Regions from separate parts of the Mus musculus genome. Here all the other regions are linked to region 2. The links are chromatin contacts, called in public Hi-C maps. All regions are on one chromosome and are shown on one strand. The core of a region is the stretch at or near the end of the contact, and the rest is flanking DNA. Distances in the headings are between cores, read along the strand shown. Region 1 overlaps 5730522E02Rik (RIKEN cDNA 5730522E02 gene). Region 2 overlaps 5730522E02Rik (RIKEN cDNA 5730522E02 gene). Region 3 overlaps 5730522E02Rik (RIKEN cDNA 5730522E02 gene).

Region 1 (4,629 bases), core at 709-3,208, 150 kb before region 2:
CTGCATAAAAGTAAATGTGTTCTCTCATGTAACTACACCATACACTGTCTTTTCATATAGCACAATATGGATGGCATATTGGATAAAGCACTCCATTGAGAGAAATTCTATGTCTGGTCCAATCCCAGCTCCTCTAAGCTACCAATTCTGACATTTGTGAAGATCACAGAGTCTCAATGGGGTTTCATCAGGAACCCAATATAATTTTGCAGATGATTTTAAGGATTAAAAATAGTGACTTTATTGTAGAAAGTAATTTTATATAATCTAATATTACTATATCATTATTATACAGTGCTGCATCCCCAAATCCTTATGAGTGGGATCTAAAATATCTAATTCTTAAAGTACAAGTTAAGTTGTTGTACAGTCAATTCTCAATATTAAGAGAGTTGGAAGCCAGGAATGAAATTCAGCATTGAAACATGATATATCAACCTAGCTTTTTTGAGCAATCTACTATGATGGAGCTCTGTATCAACATAACCATGACTATTAACTGTTTAATGATCACGACATAATTTCATCATACCAGCTGGACTTGCTGGAACACTGAACTCTAGAAACATAAAGTCATTCCTTTGTCTTGCTTGCTGAGGATGGAAGCTAGGAATTGAACAGCTTGTCTTCAAATCTCCACTAAGTTGTCTACTTCTGTGACCCTGAGCACATTGCTTAAACTTCCTAAACTTGATTTCCTTGTTTTAAACTGGAAATGATAACAATGGCTCCATTAGAAGAGCTTCTGAGGATGGAGCAGGCTGACACATGTGGTAGATTCTGGCACCTAGGACATGGTCATTAAAGGTTAACCATCACAGTGTCATCAACTCGCTACAACAATTAGTCCCCTTTTGCTTCAGACCTCAGCACCCAGCAAAAGCCCTGTTTGTATACTATACCCTGAACTCTATGGATCTTACCTAAAAATCTTAGCAAATCCTTTTAAAAATTGAAATTTGTGACTTGGGTCTGCCTCCCAATTATGGTTCAGTCGCCTAGCAGACATCTCCAGATGGCTGCCTGTGAAAGGAGAACTAATTGGACCGAATTCCCAAAAGTCAGTCATTTTCTCTGCACCATACTGAGGGCCTGAGGCCTTACCACCCAGTTACCTCTCCTTCCTCATACATTTCTCTACCAGAACTGGCCAGCCTCCGGGCAGTTGGCTTCTGTCTGTCTCTCCCATCAGCCACTGCCAAGGATGCTAGACTGTCCTGTACTGGAGCCAGGTGGGGCTGGCAAAGCCAGCTGTTGTCTGCCTTGTGTTGCCTAGACTTGTAGATGCCAATCTTTCTTCTCTCTGGCTCTCAATAAATCTTTGGTGTCTTTGCTCTTTTCTGCAAATCTCGGGCATAGGATCCCATACTTCAGATTTTCCTTGTGGGGATGGAACTTTTCTAAAAAGGATAACTCTATCATTCATTTACTTATTCACTTGTTTTGTTTTGTTTTTTAATTTTGTTTTGTTTTGGATTGGTTTGGTTTACTGAAACAGATCAATATAAATGTGAGGTGGCATGCTATGCCCTCCAGAACTCAAAGAAAACAAACAGGTTTAATAAGGTTAGAGCGATAAGAACACCCACCATATCCAAACATGCAGCTTCTGGACCTAGGGGCGTCCCAGTGAGTAAGTTAACTCAGCACATCTCCTAGGATCTTCCATTTGTAATTATGCTGAGCCACAAGCTGATTGATCTCTCTTTAGAGGGAAGTGGAAAAACAAAACTTAAGTGTTTTCAGTGTTCAGCTCTCCTCACTGCTGTAGCTGCTTATCTGGCAGGAGCTAGTAGGATGCCTACAACCGCTTCATCCTAACTCTCCAAACGCTGGCAACAATTAAATGAATTCTTAAGAAGAGAATCAGAAAAGCAGGAGGCAAAATGAATGGCTTATCCAAGTGCTGGGGAAGGAGAGGCTGTGTATTCAAGATGGAAAGCATATAAATACACACACATGCATATTATGTTACATATCTATAAAAATGTGAAATGTTATTTATTTTGAGAATACCCAGTCATTTCCATCTGTAGTAAGAATCCATAATAACATTCTCTGTTTATATAACTCTTTTCACCTCAAGAGATCCCAAATGCATTTCAGACAGTTCTATATACAAACAGAGGGCAGGAGCGCCGCCATCTCTACAATGTGGTGGGAGCCAGGAAGAAAATGCTTGTGTGGCTGCATTTATCTTGGAGAGCACTAATAGGAGAGCAGAGAGCTGGTAAAAAGGCAGCGGAAGCTTATGCTCATCAGACATTGTGAGAGGGGCCTTCCATGCCTGGGGGACACTTGGTGACACCTCAAATCTTGATAGCTAATTGAAAAAAAAAAAGCTAAAAGAAATTCAGTCTATTTACTTTGGGAGAATGGGGGCTGATTCAGGACAAGGCAAAGTTAGTGTCTGTGGTCCGGAGTCTAGAGCATAGACATCAATCAGACACAAGCATTCTTCCCCTGCAGTTTCTGATGTTGTGTTTGCTTGTGACAGGAACATATAGAAGAGCAGTATATATGGATTCATCTTTACCTATGTTCTCACTCATAATCTGCTTTCAAAAGGATTGGATAAATCTCCTAGTAAACTCATTCTCTGTCCATCAACAATTCAGTCCAGCTTAGCTCACGACATGACTGGTCTGGCTTCCACAGCATGCCCATTTAAAAACAATGGGAGATAAAAATAATAGTAAGGGTATGTAGGTATTCACATCTCATAAACTAAAGCTTGACTAAAGAGAATATTCCTACATGACTCTGAAAGTAACACACTGCAAACATCTTAGTATCAGAAAATAAATGGGGAAAATGTCTTAATTCTTTTTCAAAGAAAATAATACTGACCAAATGCCCAGTTACAAAGACTGTACTTAAAGCCTTAAATCATGCTTGTCTGATTTACAAATGAAAAACACACAAACACAACAGCAGCAGTGGCTGCAGCAACAACAAGGACAACCACAAAAGCACTTGTCCCTAAGGAGAGAAGATTGGGATGGAACCACAGAGAATAAAAAGAGAGCTTCTGTATAGAAGTATCTTGTTGCTAGTCCTGAAAAAATTAAAATTTTCTGTTCCTCAAAACCTTGGACTTTTCTAGTAGTAGCCTTGGTATCACTAAGGTATCAAGGTCCTCCTACTGAGACCCTCTCTATTAAAAATATCCAATCTATGAACACAGCCAAATATCCCTCTCTGCTATCTTAGGACAAATGAGGAGTGTGTGTGGTCCTCCTATCAAGAGCCAAGCCCTGGAAGAAAGCTCACTCTTTCTTCCTTAGAGGACAAATGCCTCTTTCTAGGACATTGGGCAAGACTTGGGCACTATAACACCACCACTTTTTTTCATACTGATCAGCAAGCCTTGGAGATCACACTACAGAGTAATTTGAACCTTATAGCAAATAGCTAAATCCACCAACAAGTTCACAGGTACTGGATAATTTCAAGCATGAATAGAGCTCTTTTCTTTCTCCTTTTTTCCTATGGTTTAACCATTGTGGATGTATATCATAGTGCAGTTTGTAAATATAAATGCAATGTCCAAGTTGTGAGAAAAAACAACCACAGATGGAAACTTCTGGAACTATCATCTAAAATCCATCCATCTTCTTTCTTTCATTAATTGGTTAGAGACAGACATTAGGAAGGAATGGAACAAAGCAGACTTTTCTGCACATGATGAGACTGTTTTCCCCATGAACTCCTAGCAGTTGTGGCTGCCTTCATATGGTCAACTCAATCAAGTGTCTACTATCGATTGGGAAGCAATTCATGAGCTCCCATCTGTAACTGAAAATTGATGGCTTCTAAGGAAGAAAGAGTGAGCTTTCTTCCAGAGCTTGGCTCTTGATAGGAGGACTACACTCCAGTGGATGGTTCCATATTCAGAAGTATATGGACATGGCAAATTGTAGTCAATGGGTTATTAATTGTGGTTGGAATGACAGAGAAAAGGGACAGATCTAGGATAAGTTAAGAGTTAGGAATGGATATGATCAAGCTTTATTTTTTGAGATCCTAAAAGAATTAATACCTATATTATGGAAGAAAGCAAGGCTCAGGAAGATGAGCATCAGAGATCTCTGGAACTAGACTCAGGTTTAAATCACCAGATTAGGTTAGGCCTCTCTGCTGTCCCTCCTAATTTCCATATCAACCCAAAGATGTACTCCCTGAAGACTCCTGGTTTCCTAAAGGAAGACTGCAGAGGATGCCACCTTCTCTTGGTTTCTAATAAAATATACCAACATCAGAATGCTCATTCCTCTTCCCATTCATGGGTTAGTGGGGTGCAGGATTGGTCCATTGTAGTGATAGGACAAGACACGACCAACCCAATATTATTTTCAGCCAAGGCCAACTCTAGAACACAGGGCTTCTTTGTGCAAGTAACAAAATGCTATTCCACCCTGGCAGATGCATTGCAGAAAGGCCCTTTCCTCTGCCCAATGCAGACCCAGCCTGGGGCATACAGCTTGGCAAGCAGCAGCAGGGCTAGATTCCAGCCCACACTTGCCTACTGTCTTAGTCAGGGTCTCTATTCCTGCACAAACATCATGACCAAGAAGCAAGCTGGGGAGGAAAGGGTTAATTCGGCTTACACTTCCATGCTGCTGTTCA
Region 2 (4,265 bases), core at 1,741-4,240:
TTGGCTCATGTTAAGAGAAAAGAGGTGTTTCTTAGGCTTGCCTTCTATGCATTCCAGGGGCTGCACGATGCTAGGCCCCCAGCACAGTGCCCACAATGCAGAGATACGCAGAACATATTTGCTGACAACTGAAAAACAAATACAGATTCATAGAAAAACAGTGTGATCACCAAAAATATGGATGGAAAAAATCAAATGGCAGGGGCCCGCCTGTGTGCACAACACCAGAAAAGCTGTGGGAAGCCTGGCAAGTGGGTCTCAGCAGGCAAACAAAGCAGACACATCAAGGCAGCCCCCACTCCCTCCTGTTGCCATTCACTCTCTCCTTCCAGTCCCCTCTCCCCTGCCCCGCCCCCTCAGAGGGTCCTCTCGCCAAGGAGGCTGCTTGATCAGTTCCAAGCAGCCTATGCTCCCTCATAATTGATAAATAGAGGTGTTTTCTGATCACCTTATAAATCACAGCATGCAAATGCTCACACTCGAGTTGGGGAGGAGAAGGGATAGGTTTAAGAAGCCTGAGTACCCTGAAGATAAAGAAATACCTCTTGCCAAACGACAAGGATAATTTCTTTTAGCATAATTGCCTGCCTAGGTATTAACCATGAAATTACAGAAGGGGGGGGAAAAGCACCAAAAACAGATATTACTATTTCTAAGAGAACAAAACAGCACAGTATTCCAAACCAGTTTGTGATTATTAAATTACATAACCTGTTATGCTCTAAACTGAAATGCCTTCTTTTTCCACTGTATTTTAGCCTATTTTCTGCCTCAAATTCTCTTGGAAGTAAGTGGAATATGAATATCAAACTAATTTCTATTACCTAAAAAGAAAAAAGAATCACATCCCCAAACTAAAGAGGTCAGAAGAAGAACAGCTCCAGCATTTATCACTCTGAGAAACAAAGGGTTAATAAGATAAGAGATATCTATAATTGTTGAATTGTTTTTTATTCAACATAGTGTTCACAAGAGGGGCTTCCTTAATTTCATGGGGAGTTTTGCTAAATATTATATTTCTATGACTGTTTACTGCCATAAACTGTAGATTCTTTTTTTATACAACAGACTCTTGTTATGATTCTACCTAAAGAAAGCCAAATTAAAACTGATTTACTAAATAGGTTAAGGATAGCACCCTCATTCATGATCTCAACTCCATTTCATGCTTAGACAGGCAGATCTTAATTATACACAAAAGAATACAAATGCTATTAGCATGATAATAATTATTTAGGAGATGTCCTCCTTTTTTAAAAAAAATTAAACTGGTATTGTCAATTCTGCAGCTACATTTTTTTTTTCAACAGAGTGACAGCTTTGCTCGTCACAGATATGTTCAAAGTACATATACACTATTCAAAGCTATGTAGACGATCTGAGCCGTCTGAGCTGAATACGCAGAGCCAGCAACGCACCGCACACTAATCATCATGTCCTACCAGCCGAGTACATGCAAATACAATCCTTTGTGACATTCTGTCAAATATTTGGAGGATTCTGTGTTCCTTATCACACCCCATCCCCATGTCCCCATCGACAAGCAGGCGCCCAGAAACCAGTGCCACCAATGGCACAGACTCCAGCATAGGCATACAATGATGCTAAATTAATGAAAAGAAAATTAAAAATTGACAGGGAAGTAGCTTAGCGGGCAGGGTCCAGGCAAACTGAAGTTCATGTTTGCTGCTTTGCTGAGCTGCCTGTGGGGGTCCTGAGAAATCTCTGCAACTCCATTCTGGATTCTGTGTCTAGAGATGTAAACATTGCATACAGTATCCAGCACACGACATAATGGATCAATGCGTGTAAGACCCTGCATTTGGAAAATCTACACTTGAGGTCAATATCTATTGTCACCGAGCCCACATATGATCAGAGGGAGAAAATGGACAAGTGTCACAGGACTAAAGAGTTGGCTACAGTACAAGTGATGTATTTTTGAACATTAATTTGCCAGAGTGGATCTGTTGTCTGTTGCTCCAGGCTGCGATTTTAATTATTTCTGGGACAAATGGATCAGTGATACACTGAAAATCTGTAGGACTTCTTGTCAAATTAATAAAATAATAATGGAAGTAGTCATCTCCAACTGCAAACTGTCACTGTCTTTGAGAGGTCTGTAGCCATCTAAATGGTTAAACAAACTACAATGTTCTTGAATCCTATTTGAAATCCTAAGTGTGGTGACATAAAATAGATTGTGTAGTGTCCATTGTACACAGTGACACCCACTGTGACAAAACCCGACTATGTTTAATGACCTTTTAAAATCTTATACCTAGAGTCCATAAAAGCATTGTAATTCAGTTGTAAAACACACTTTAATAATCAAAATGCAGCTGTTAAAATAGCGTTGCTCATAATTCTAACTGGAGGCAATTTTTTTTTTGTTTTGTTTTTAATGCAGAAGAGCAGACCACAGTTTAAAATTCCTGTGAGGTCACTATTGGCCATTACAGTGGTTTTTTGCAACTTAATAATAGATGTTTTAAAGTTTAAGTGTAGCCTCAGGCACTCATAGGCATTTATTACAAATCGCTGGTTGCCTCCCTTATGCAGAGAGGAATAACATTTACATACAGTAGCACGGATTAATAAGATAAAAAATTTGAAAAAGCCGTCAGTCAGGGAGTGAAACTGGTGCTAATAAAGCCCACTATATTCTTCGGAAATATCAAGCCGTCTGTTCCAATATTTTGCCATTCCCCATGAGGTATACAAATCCAAATCAGATAAGTCTCAAGCCATGCCAGAGACATGCTGCGCGGCTCTCCAGTGGCACTCGGCTGAATCTTTTATTTATCTTTAGAGCAATTGTACATTCTAGTACACTAAAGACTGAAATAAACTGAACATCACTCATCAGAAAGTTTCATAAAATGGGGCCCTCTCCTTCCTTGTTTGCTAAACCATGATTAGCGAGAAGAGCGCACTGTGAAGCATGTATCACGGGCAAGGAAATGTAATAGCAGGCTTGGGACCCGTGAGCAAGGGCTAGTTAAACAGAACAGTGTCTTGCCGGGTTGAAGTGTTGCTCACATGAAACCAGACCTAAAGGAGAGCAGGCTGCTTTGCAAGAGCAGTCTACTGCCTTTGCTTCTTGGTTTTAGGCTCTAATCCAAAGGTAGCCGGGAAAGAGAAAGGCAACATGCGCACATAATTTCACACGATGATTAGACTGCAAAGATCCTTGTTATAAAAACCACTGTGTCAGTCTCCCAAACTGCAGCATGACAAAGCTGCGCTTGGACTCATCCCTGCCCCTTGGAACACTGCTAATTAAAAAGTATAGCCGCTAGAGCTCTGGTTGGGGAGGAAGCTGCCCGTTGTTTCCGATCCAAGTGAACATTGATAAAAGAAATTTATTTATTTATACATAATTATTATTGTTACCCTACTGAACAGTGCTGGGGATTTAGAGAAATGAGACGCCATGGTACTAATTTTTCTTCAAGAAGTCTGCCATATTAACTCCACTGAATAATTACTGAAAAGCAATACACTCGTGTCATATTACCTTATGCAAAATTGCATTAATCAAAAAGTGAACCTGCTGCAATCAAGTAATTTGAGGGCGGGGGAAGGCATACACACACTGCATATTTTTCTCGGGACTTATTTTCCTTGCAGCAGAGTATTACCTAATAGTATTGTAGCAATGATCTCCAGAAAGGAGTAAATCAGAGAGGAAAAATTAATTTACAATCTAGACCTGACATTGGGGATGGATGGATGTGTGCACAGAAATGGCAAAGGAATGTCCACGTACTGTGATGACACATCCTCCACTGCTCCGACTCTGTACACAATAAAATAAATCCCGCTTGACCTCTTCAAGGAGTCAGACCATTGTTCCCCACACCAAGAAGTAAACGCAGCCGCTTAATTACACCCAGGAAGTCTTATAGAGCCCAGGGCTTACGCTAGAAAATGAACAGTTTCTTGTGATGGGCTTTCTTCAGACATTGGGGAGAGGGGAGAACAAATGTGTACGTGGAAAAGATCATCCCAGGTGTGCACGAAACGTGGCAAATTAGTACGGGTTCTTGTGCATGCATAATGTCTCATAAACACCCAAGTCCTAACAGCACTAATGTGAGTGCCATCGTTTTTTATAGCCTTTTGTCTTCTAAGTTTTGCAGTGGAGAGTGGAGAGGTGCCACTCAGAATATAGACTGGAGCAACCACAAGGGACGAAAGAGTGCTCATTACAAATGTGCATTTCGTTTCTTAATTTTGAGAAGGCTAGGTTGCAAGGAGGC
Region 3 (4,271 bases), core at 1,275-3,774, 210 kb before region 2:
TTTTAACTTAATTTATGAAACTTTCATATTAGAGACCATTGAACTGACAGGAAGTGAAGATAGTGCCTATCTGGCCCGAGATGTGTAATGCTTGTAATTGAAATTAATTGTATATTCTTTAGAGTCTCCTTTTCCCTTTTAATGTTGGACAGGTGGGAATACTTTAGCCCTTCATTTACAGAGGCAAGTTCAAATCCTTTATAGTAGACCCTTGGGCTTTCAGAATACCCCTCTGACCCTAGACCCAAACACTCCTCCTTGCCTTCATTTTGCTTAAAATCCCGAGGTCCCATCCACACCCTGTACCCCTCAGGCCACCCTGGCTGGCTGCCCATCCACACATTTCTGTCTGCTTTTGGAGTGTTTTCAGAAGCCTGTTCAATTGTGCTTTGGCAGGCCAGATACCTTGATCCCTCCCAGAGACGCTGGGAGAGGGGCTATAAAATTTCCTCACCGAACCTGGAAGCTTGTATTCTAAGGACTGCAGAGAAGCAATGATGTCTCACAAGGATGTGCAAACATGTCATCCTGTGTGAGAACTTGCTGTGAGGTATGATGAGGAACCAAGGTTGGGTGCCTAGGAGTTAGAGAAGACCCTGGCCTTCCTTTCCAGGGAGTTGTTTTAGTTTTTCCAGAGGACACAATGAATGCTAGTTTTCATAAAGGAGTTGGCTCGGGTTCTTCAACGAGCTGTCCTGCAGTTCTGTAGTTCTTGTTGAGATGGCAGAGGTAGCTGCCACATCACAAGGAATGCTTCTTCAGGATAAAGCAGGACTGCCTCCCTCTAGCCACAAAAGTTGCCTTAGATCCTCCTATCCTTGCTCCAGCTAGGTCTCCAAGGCCCAAAGTGCCTTCTAAATCCCAAGTCATTGAGTAGCAGAGCAAAAGTCTCTTTGTCATTCTAGTTGGTCTATGCACTAAGTCTTGAGTGGTTTGTCCTTGACTTAGTTGCTTCCTTTTCTACCCCAAAAGGACCCTGAGTTTTAGTTCTACAGCTATCAGCTAGTTATATAATTCTAAACAGCAATGTGTACTCCTGACCTACTGCTGATGGTGTAAGTAAGATGGAATAAAGGGCAGAGTGGTAACAACCCTGGGACCAACGTTTGCTCTTGTCTCAGAGATAGCAACTGAATATACTGGGTAAGGAAGGTTTATCTCCATCTTCCTTCCCCTCCCTCCCTCTCTCCCTCCCTCTTTCCCCCCCACCCCCTCTCTCTCTTCCTCCCTGTTTCCCTGCCACCGCCCCCTCCCCCCATTCAGCATAATGTCATTTGCTTTCTATAAGAAGTCTGATGGAAATTAATCTACAACATGATTCTAGACCGGAAGTACAACTGCAAATCAGAAAGGGTATGGAGGTGTTTTATAAGGCACCCAACAAGCAGGACTGTTCTGGACAGCAGATAATGCAAACTAGCTTTGCTGGAAATGAGCTGCAAAATACCTTCATTTTCTACTACACTAAAACCCTGATAAGATCACAACTGCTAGGGTCATACGGTATATCAGGTGGAATCACAGCCTTTAGAACGCCGTTATTAATGCAGACAACCTCACAATCAAAGAGGATGAGAGCCGTTTCCAGATGCCAATGATTTGATCCTATCTTATTTGGCTGTTTACATTCAAATAATGTGACTGTATAAATTTAAATAATACAAACCACCAACAGATGGATCCCAGAGAAAAACTGTGCTTTCACTGAGACCCTGAATGTACACTATACGGTGCTTTACAATTTATTTGAGCAGAGCTTGCATTTAAAAAAAATGGGGAGGGGGATAAAAAGAGACTCATTTCTTCTACCATTATGGAAATAAAAGGACGGTGGCTTTAGTTCGAGCTGACTGTGCCAAGGAAACATGCAGTTCCCTAACCTCTGGTACAATGTACCCATAAGGTAGCAAGCATCAAAGCATATTAAAAGATATTAACTGCATATTTGCTTATGAACAAGATAAAAAGCTGTAGGGCCTCCAGGTTCTCAAGCTGTGAGTGGAACAGCTTTGCAATTTGCCTGCAAAACTGCATTTTGATCTTAATGAATATAAAATGGCTGCCATTAAAAGTAAAACAGATTATTTCGGGTCTTCCAGGGCCCATAGCTCTTTGCCGGCCTTGGAGGGCCACTATGATCTTTCATTAAAATCTCACAGCAGGGCTCCCTCACCAGCAAATCAAGCCTTGCAGTCTAGGAGATTGGCTACATTTAAAAGTAATTTTCAGAAATCTACACAGATTTTCAATTTGGTAATGAAAGCCATAAGAGAATGCAGGCGGCGTTTTGTCGAATATTGTTACTGATCCAGCGCTCACATTCGTTAGAAATTAAACTGCCCCGTAACTACCGCGCGCTGATGGCAGCTTGCCATTTCGGCTGCGTTCTAATCTCCGTTTGTTAATGAGTAGCATGTGCTAATTGTTGTCATCCTTCCACAGGAGCAGCCCTTCCCTAGCTAACATATTGTACCTGCCCAGAGGTGGAATCTTTCGCCTTGTTCCTGACCAAGTCAGAACAGAGAGCTGGAGTCTCCGTGCTCCGACCAGAGAGAGAAGCACCCTTTCCGCGAAGCAAGAGGGAATCGGATCTCAAACTAGGTGTTATTTTATTCGATGGATCCCTTTTGTTGTCTTGCTGTTTTGGTTTTTGTTGTTGTGGCTTGTTTGTTGTTTTCACTCAAGCCCCAAATTTCTAAAGTTCCAGAATAGACAAAATGTTCACTTCAAAGATCACTTTCAACAGCGAGGAAGGATTCCTGTAACCACATCAAATAAAGGGTAACCTGCTGAGGAGGGCTGAAAGGATGGAATGTCCCAGTGACCCTTAGTGTTTGTCAAAGTCATGTGAAGAGTGTACATCCACCCTCGGAATGGTCATAGACCCCACGGGCTTTTAAGACAGGCAAATTTGACTGGGTTCCTTGGGGAATGCTACTCTAAAGTGTGGGGGTGGGAGTGGGGAAGGGGCAGATGTGTGGACTCACAATTTGTGGCTCCCCTAAAGGAGAAGGCACAGAAAGAGGGACTCAGTAAGTTTAGTATTCTGGGGTGTGGCGCAGACAGACATCTGAATAAAGAGAAGCTTAAGATAATTACAGATGATTAAATAGAAAACATTTATGTGCATGCGTTCCAAGACAGAATGAAACTGCTATTTCCTTTATGCTTGTCCTTCCTTGGTATAAGGACTAAGGAGAGTTATTTTTTTCTGAGACCCTAGAAACAAAAATGTCAGATATACTTCTCTTTTGGAAAACGCATTCAATAAATTTTCTTTACTTGGCAATTCTCTTTACCTGGCACCTTTAGGGCAAAGCACTTCCCTGCACTAAAATGTGACGAACAACAAGAGCTGCTCTCCGCTTTCTCTCTGACTGGATATAAATTCTTCCTGCTGATACAGAAAGAATCTTCATTTAGAATAGCACTTCTCCTTGGCAGAGTGCTGGCAGCCATGAGAGCATATATGCAAAAGATATGTTTATTTTCCGGGGGCCAAGGCAGCCACTGTGTGGCTGAGTTAAGCAAGACTCGCTTCTAGCATCTGAGAGGCTTGTCTGGGCTGGGTTTCTTTGGTTTTCACAATGAACAATTTTAATTGGGTGGGATGTCTATGATTCTAAGGAAGTGACAAAAGGACCCTTAACAAGGTGTCACTGTTAATGTGCATTACGGTGTGAGGAGAGAGCTCACACCACAGCCTTGTCTCCGTGGCCTCGGGAGACCATGGGAAAGAGCTATAAACAACTTGGTAAGCAGTTTTGAACCTGCACTACCTGTGTTTGCTATTCTAATTGCAAGAAACATCCCTGTAATATATTAGGGCTTTTTTTTTTTTTTTTTTTTACCTTTTTTCCCCTCAAAGTGACATGAGAAATTCTCCCAGTCCCATAGGAGCAAGGCTCCTTTCATTTGACCTATCACAAGTGGCTCTAATAGAACTGAGAAGTCTCAGGTACATTTTGACAACTGTATACTTTAAGGTCCCTTAAGCCTATGCTAAGCTGTGAACAGAGGAGGAAAGACACTTTATCAATTTTTACTCTCCAGAACTAGAATGTAACAAAATGTTAATGTCGCCTCAATAACTATAAAAAGGCAGAACTTTAGGTCACAAAAGTTAATGTAATTATTCTTCAAATACGAAAGCTGAGTTTTACTGGAAATAATAAAGTCCAATTATTTACTTTGTTTCAGAAGTATAACGAATGGAAGCAGGCATTGTTCTGGTCCGTCACTTTTAATTTTTCAATTCTGTTGGAAAATAC

The links. Hi-C and Micro-C count contacts between places; a contact is called where the count stands out from the background.
Region 1: a contact with region 2 is called in a Hi-C map of forebrain, with 2.5 times the contacts expected there. The contact joins two enhancer-like sites. A contact is called at or near these places in 7 of 484 Hi-C or Micro-C datasets (the AML12 cell line, cerebellar granule neurons, cerebral cortex and 4 more) and 2 of 115 datasets of contacts at active chromatin or transcription factors (embryonic forebrain and neural progenitor cells).
Region 3: a contact with region 2 is called in a Hi-C map of cortical neurons, with 1.9 times the contacts expected there. The contact joins two enhancer-like sites. A contact is called at or near these places in 1 of 39 promoter capture datasets (hippocampal neurons), 15 of 484 Hi-C or Micro-C datasets (cerebral cortex, cortical neurons, cumulus cells and 5 more), 1 of 115 datasets of contacts at active chromatin or transcription factors (embryonic limb bud) and 2 of 9 other capture datasets (adipose tissue and pancreatic islet).

The regions. Positions count from the first base shown.
Region 1 is chr11:25,708,898-25,713,526 of GRCm38.p6, forward strand. The region is part of intron 2 of 5730522E02Rik (RIKEN cDNA 5730522E02 gene); the gene reads right to left. Among named protein-coding and RNA genes, the nearest start is that of Gm23514, 26 kb to the left of the region's middle. Within about 2 kb of position 1,959, at least 9 of the 459 cell types and tissues checked have an H3K27ac peak or open chromatin away from gene starts, as enhancers often do. A contact at or near this core is called in cortical neurons and forebrain, where this site is marked.
Region 2 is chr11:25,852,936-25,857,200 of GRCm38.p6, forward strand. The region is part of intron 2 of 5730522E02Rik (RIKEN cDNA 5730522E02 gene); the gene reads right to left. Among named protein-coding and RNA genes, the nearest start is that of Gm51856, 72 kb to the left of the region's middle. Within about 2 kb of position 2,991, at least 26 of the 459 cell types and tissues checked have an H3K27ac peak or open chromatin away from gene starts, as enhancers often do. A contact at or near this core is called in cortical neurons, forebrain and hippocampal neurons, where this site is marked.
Region 3 is chr11:25,643,032-25,647,302 of GRCm38.p6, forward strand. All of the region lies in intron 4 of 5730522E02Rik (RIKEN cDNA 5730522E02 gene), which reads right to left. Among named protein-coding and RNA genes, the nearest start is that of Gm23514, 40 kb to the right of the region's middle. Within about 2 kb of position 2,525, at least 15 of the 459 cell types and tissues checked have an H3K27ac peak or open chromatin away from gene starts, as enhancers often do. A contact at or near this core is called in cortical neurons, forebrain and hippocampal neurons, where this site is marked.